2 separate regions of the Sus scrofa genome follow, and region 2 is linked to region 1. Evidence: chromatin contacts called from public Hi-C data. All regions are on one chromosome and are shown on one strand. Each heading gives the region's core, a stretch centred on a gene start, on an enhancer-like site or on the middle of the called end of the contact. The rest is flanking DNA. Distances are from core to core; before and after follow the strand shown. Region 1 holds the start of PCNX1 (pecanex-like protein 1). Region 2 overlaps PCNX1 (pecanex-like protein 1).

Region 1 (3,019 bases), core at 177-2,676:
CTGGAGGGTTTGTTAAAACAGATTGCTAGATCTCACACCCGGAGTTTCTCCGGAGTGATGCCTGAGAATTTGCATTTCTAACAAGTTCTTAGTGATGTTGACACAGCTGGTCTTGGGCTTACACTTTGAGAACTGGTCATTCGTTTAAGCTGGCCACAGGTGACCAGAAGCTGAGCAGTTATCCACCAGTTCAAACTCTTATCTGAACAGATAAGATGTAAAGTGCTGCGAAATAAACTGCCAAAATTCAGTTCATGCATTTAAGACGACTGCTGGTTGCAGAAGTCTTCTCAACCACTTATTACTTGAGAGAACTTGGGCAATCATTTAGTTTCTTTGAACTCTGGTTTCCTAATTCATAAAATAAGGATAGCCTCTAGGCTGTTCTTAACAGGAGTATTGTGAAGGTCAAATGAAATGGATGTGGAAATTCCTGAACTGTGAAGTGACTCTGGGAGGTATTGCAATAGGTTTTCAATACTCTTCTGAAAACTTCACCCCCGGTTTCTTTTGGCTCTCTTTTCTTGTTAATTATAGCAACTTTAATCCAAGAATACAGAGTACTTTTATTGCTATCATAAACTCAAACTGCAAACTCTTTTTAAAAAAATTTCATTCAATGAGATCAGACGTGCCTTATAAACATTACACAGAGCCAAGAATGATTCCCAGTCTTTACAGCTATAAAAAGTGCAAGATCTTATTGTGAATTGGGGTGGAGCCACAGTTAATCTTTCAACCCTGTTTAGATTGGCCCATTAATAAAAATGGCTGCAAGTTACAGCACGTTAAAAAAATAAAATCACCATGTACAATGATCAAGCTGTCCAGCCCATACTTTTACATCTCTTACAACTTCTATTAATTTAATCTGTCTTTGCACGTAGTAAATCTGTCCAATCCTGGCCGTGGTTATTTTTCTGTCAAGAGCCTCCAGCTCATTCCACGGGCCAACACAGTTCTTGCTCAAATTGGGTGCATTTGTGATTCTTTTCAATCGTCATCAGCTGTACCTAATTCTTTCACGTCTTCAGTGAGTATCTTGGATATTAGCCTCGTTGTTCCCAGGTCTTTAATAAATATAAAACGTCAGCCAGGATGCTGACAAGGTTCCAAAGTTAAGGCTTTGGAGAGTGGAAGACCCGGTTTCTGGACTGCTCACGGAACTTGCCAGGGTCGCGAGGCGGGAACACAGAGGGGTCTCCCACAGCCCGGACTCTCCGTCCCCGGAACCTCGGCAGCCCCGCCCCCAGGCCTGGGCTCGCGAGCGTTTCTCCCGGGCGCCGGCAGGAGGCGCCCGCGGCGGCGCAGGGGCTGCGCGCACCCGTGGGGAGCCGGCCCAGGGGGCGGAGGGAGAGGAGAGGAGGAGCCGGAGGGGGCGCGGCTTGCTCCCGGTCGCTCCCGGGCGCCGGGCCTCCTTCTCCGCCTGGCCCAGGGCTGGCGGCCGGCGGGGGTCGCGGCGGCGGCGGCGGTGGCGGCAGCGGCGCTGGCGGGCCGCGGGCGGCGGGGGCCCGGCTCCGGGTGTTAGGAGACAAGATGGCGGCTGCGCTCTGGAGGCCGGTCTCCTCTTCTCCGCTCTCCTCCGCCCCGCCGCTCGCCGCCTCCTCCTCGGTCTCCTCCTCCTCGTTCGCTGCCTCCTCCTCCTCCTCTTGCAGCAGCCCTAGCGACCGCCGAAGCGCCGGCCCGCTCTCCCGGAGCTCCGGAGGCGGATAGACGGGGCAGCTGCGGGCTCTGGTGACCGAGGCAGAGCTGGGGCCGGGGCGGGGACCGCGGCGGCGGCGGCGGCGGCGGAGGCGGCGCCGGGTGGGGATGGGGTCGCAGACGCTGCAGATCCTCCGGCAGGGGGTGTGGGCCGCTCTCAGCGGGGGATGGTACTACGACCCGCACCAGGCCACGTTCGTGAACGCGCTGCACCTCTACCTGTGGCTCTTTCTGCTCGGCCTACCCTTCACCCTCTACATGGTGAGTTGTGGGGGCGGGGAGGAGGGTGGCTCCTAACCCCCTTCTGGCTGGCCGGGTTCCCCGAGTCCAGCGGGCGGTCGCGCCTCCCTGGCTCCGGGCGGGGAGTGCGCCCTCTTCGCCTTCCCCGTACTGTCCCGATCCCCCGCGGGCCCACCGCCCCCTTGGCTCTAGTGCTCCCCTCCCCCACGCGTACTCCCCGCTCTTCTCTCCCTGGAGGGCTTCCCTTATTTCAGGGATGACGGGAGAAGCGGATCAGCAGCAGCCCCCGCCTCCCTCCGCGCCCCACCCTGGGGTGGGGGTGCCCAGCCCGTTTACGGGGAAAGAGTTGCTTCCTAGGCCCCTCCTTCGAGGTTCCTGATCCTGCCCCCCCCCTTTCTACCCGGGTGGGTAAAGCCTGACGGGGGCTCCCTGCCTCCGCATTTGGGGTGGGCGCCGAGCATTGTGCTCCCAAGGGGCCGCCGCCTCCATCCCTGGCACGCGTGCTTATTTGCGCTCCGTTCCTCGGGCGCCGGGCACCCCTTGGGCACTCCCTTCCCCCGAGGCGGTTCTCGCTCCGCCTCTCCGGGGAGTACTCTCCTTCCACCTCGCCTCTAATCCGCGTGCGGAGCCTTTGGAGCGGGGGAAGAGCGTGTGCCGCTCGGTTTGGAATGTATTTGTGGGGCATCCGGGCCCTTAACTCGCTTAGACGTGGTGGTTGAAAATCTGGCTCTCACTCTTCCTGCCTCTCAAAATCCTATTTTTGCTTACCACTGGTTCAGTTCTGTTCAGCGCCTTGGTCGGTGACTGTTATTTCCAGGCCAGCTTTGGGGGGAGGGAGCGGGGGAGATACGGGGAAATTTGGCTGGCATTTCAGCAGATTTGTTTGGGTTGGTTCAAGGCCTTTTACTGATAGGAAAGAGAAAGTACTGCCTGTTGCTGAATTCGGTACGATCAGCTTCTTCAGCTTCCCCGAATGATCTAGCTTTTTAACCTGTATTTTCACTGAAAGTTGTAAGCGCATTTTCTTTTTTTAAAACACATTAGGTTAGGGTGGGGCATTAGGGAGACTAATATGGAA
Region 2 (3,102 bases), core at 65-2,564, 56 kb after region 1:
TCTCTGTTCTTTGAACCTAGTACTTTTCTCTCTCTCTTTCTACTACCTGTTGTTTCTATGTAGCATCATTTCACTTTTTTAACTTAGGCCTTCCAACTCAACATGTGCAAATTTAAAATCTTAGGTTTCTGGTTCTGTAAGACAAGTTAGTATCCCAGTTAAATTCTGTTAACTTAAAAAACACAGGTACAAATAGCTTGACAAGGACAGTTCTCAGCATGTTCATGCAGCACAATCAGGCCGTGCTCCTGGAGTGATCAGGTAATGTGAGATCTACAAGTGATAGATTTCTCTTTGCTACTGGAAAACAAAAGGCAAGCTGTGTCTTTGCTAGAGTGGTTTTATGGCACCTAACATAAAATATGTGCTGTATTTGGTATGCTACAGTTGTATTTAAGGCCAGTTTCTAATGTTGGATTGGATGTAGGCAGTTTGGGAGAGAGTTGTAAATATTTTGGAGCAGTGACATGGTTATAAAATAGTTGAAATTATCAGACTTATTGAAGAAGAATTTTTTTTCCAATTGCTGTATTAAATATATGAACCTCTTAATTTTACAGACAAAATAGCTTAAACAAGAAGAAAAACCATTTGTGGTAGAATAATGAAAGTTACTCTTCTTTTCTCATTTTTCCCCCAACAGTGATCCTGGTGGGGGGATCGAAATGTCCGAGTTCATTCGAGAGGCCACACCCCCAGTTGGTTGCAGTTCAAGAAATTCTTATGCTGGCCTAGATCCAAGCAACCAGGTAGGAACCTGTGCTGTTTTGTTTTGCTCTTCAACCTGCTTCTGATGGTGGTCTCACATATTCGCTGTATTGTCAGTTGTGTTTGGGTTTATCTTGCTGATTACTAATTTTTTGATTGTTTATCAGTCATCTTTTATTAATACTGTTTTAAACCAGAAATGTCATGTTAAATAAGTTCCTTGTTGCTGGGCACATTCTGTGTGCTCATTACCTGGGGGTAGTTTGGATCAAGACAGTCGTTGGTGAGCGCCTTTAGGAATGAGCTTCTAGCTTGTGCTTACCTTCACAGTGTCTGTATTGGAGAGGTAGAGGTGTTAGTAGTTACCCCTAGTTTAAAAGTGGCAACAAAAAAATGAAATAACTTCCTCAAAATCTCATTCAGGTTATCGATGGAACATCCTGAGCTGGAACTAGAATACAAGTCTGCTTTTGCCAATTTTAGTGTCTTTCTGCTATGTAACTTTTACTTTTAATTTAAAATAGTAATTTTGAAAGTATCTCGGAACTTTGCTGAAGCTGGCTTTACTTTCATTCTGTCTAACCCCAGCTGGGCGTTTTCTGCTGTACTTCTCCTTTTGAGCCCAAGCATCTCTCACACTGATCAAAAGTCCCAGTTATTGCTTCTTGCCTTCTCAGCAAATAAATGACTATACCAGCTAGAATAAAATTCTAGAAACATAAGATGGTAAGCTCAGTGAGAACTTTAAAGTGCTTATAGCTTTTTAGAACTAGAGATTAACCGTGAGTTTTAGTGGTCATTGTCTCAGCACTTTCATTATCTGGAAGAAGAAATAGCTGATTTAAAGAGTGTAGGCTGGACCTCACTTCTTGCTTTTCATGCCAGTCTTCCTCCTGTTACCCTGCACTGCATGTGGACTGAAACCGTCTTCCTTCCTCCTCTTTTGCGTTCCAGAGACTTAGCCCTCTTTATTCTCCAGCCTAACTCTTCTTAAAACCATCATGATTTTCAAAGACCTTGTGGTGTTGCCCCTTTCTCTTGCAGACAGAGCCCTTATTTATCGTATTTATTCAGCACTAAGTTTTTTTTTTTTTTTTCCCACTGTACAGCAAGGGGGTCAGGTTATCCTTAGATGTATACATTGCAGTTATAGTTTTTTCCCCCACCCTTTCTTCTGTTGCGACATGAGTATCTAGACATAGTTCTCAATGCTATTCAGCAGGATCTCTTTGTAAATCTATTCTAGGTTGTGTCTGATAAGCCCAAGCTCCCGATCCCTCCCACTCCCTCCCCCTCCCATCAGGCAACCACAAGTCTCTTCTCCAAGTCCATGATTTTCTTTTCTGAGGAGATGTTCATTTGTGCTGGATATTAGATTCCAGTTATAAGTGATATCATATGGTATTTATCTTTGTCTTTCTGGCTCATTTCACTCAGGATGAGATTCTCTAGTTCCATCCATGTTGCTGCAAATGGCATTATGTCATCCTTTTTTATGGCTGAGTAGTATTCCATTGTGTATATATACCACCTCTTCCGAATCCATCATCTGTCGATGGACATTTGGGTTGTTTCCATGTCCTGGCTATTGTGAATACAGCACTAAGTTTTTGATGTATGAGGTAGTTTGTAACTCTATACAGGGGAGATTTCCCTCTTTTTTTCCACTGCCTATATATTGCCTTCTGCACAGTTGACTTTCGGTTCATCATTGCTAAATACTTTTTATCTATAGAGGTAAGAACAATTTGGTGGTAGAAATCAGACCTGGCTCCTCATTTAACAAATGAATGAGTAGCAGACCTAGTTCTCTTGACTGTCCCACAGTATTCTGCTATTCCACATTGCTAGCTGTACACAACCTAAAAATAAAATTATGAAAGATACCGTATTCTGTGAATTAAAATCTTTACTAGGGCCTTTTTTCCCTCATGTATTCATAAAAAATTGCCTTTTTTTTGATTTGCATTTCTGATTTATTTGGATTGCTGCATTTTGGTAACAGTTTTAATTATGAGTGAGTGTAAAACAACTGTTTTAGGTCCTTAAATGTGTCTTCTTTCCTTAACAAGCAGATGGAGTGGGGAACAAATGAATTTTTTTTTTTTTTTTTTTTTTTTAAGGAAAAAAAAGGGAGTTCCCATCATGGCTCAGTGGTAATGAACCCACCTAGGATCCATGAGGATATGGGTTCAATCCCTGGCCTCACTCACTGGGTTAAGGATCCAGCATTGCCGTGAGCTATGGTGTAGGTTGCAGGTGGGGCTCGGATCCCTCATTGCTGTGGCCGTGGTGTAGGCCAGCAGCTACAGCTCTAATTAGATCCCTAGCCTGGGAACTTCCATATGCTGCCAGTGTGGCCCTGAAAAGCAAAGCAAAAAAAAGAAAGAAAGA

What was found. A called contact is a pair of places that touch in the nucleus more often than the background predicts.
Region 2: a Hi-C map of alveolar macrophages shows a contact between it and region 1, with 2.2 times the contacts expected there. The contact joins the enhancer-like site here to the promoter of PCNX1 in region 1. A contact is called at or near these places in 1 of 5 promoter capture datasets (liver), 20 of 47 Hi-C or Micro-C datasets (alveolar macrophages, blood, embryonic fibroblasts and 10 more) and 2 of 2 datasets of contacts at active chromatin or transcription factors (alveolar macrophages and skeletal muscle).

The regions. Positions count from the first base shown.
Region 1 is chr7:94,443,575-94,446,593 of Sscrofa11.1, forward strand. It overlaps PCNX1 (pecanex-like protein 1), which reads left to right and starts at 1,427. Exons shown (of 34, transcript XM_021099425.1): 1 at 1,427-1,962. The coding sequence starts at 1,810.
Region 2 is chr7:94,499,522-94,502,623 of Sscrofa11.1, forward strand. PCNX1 (pecanex-like protein 1) reads left to right here. Exons shown (of 34, transcript XM_021099425.1): 3 at 644-749. Among named protein-coding and RNA genes, the nearest start is that of PCNX1, 56 kb to the left of the region's middle. Within about 2 kb of position 1,315, at least 3 of the 83 cell types and tissues checked have an H3K27ac peak or open chromatin away from gene starts, as enhancers often do. A contact at or near this core is called in alveolar macrophages, where this site is marked.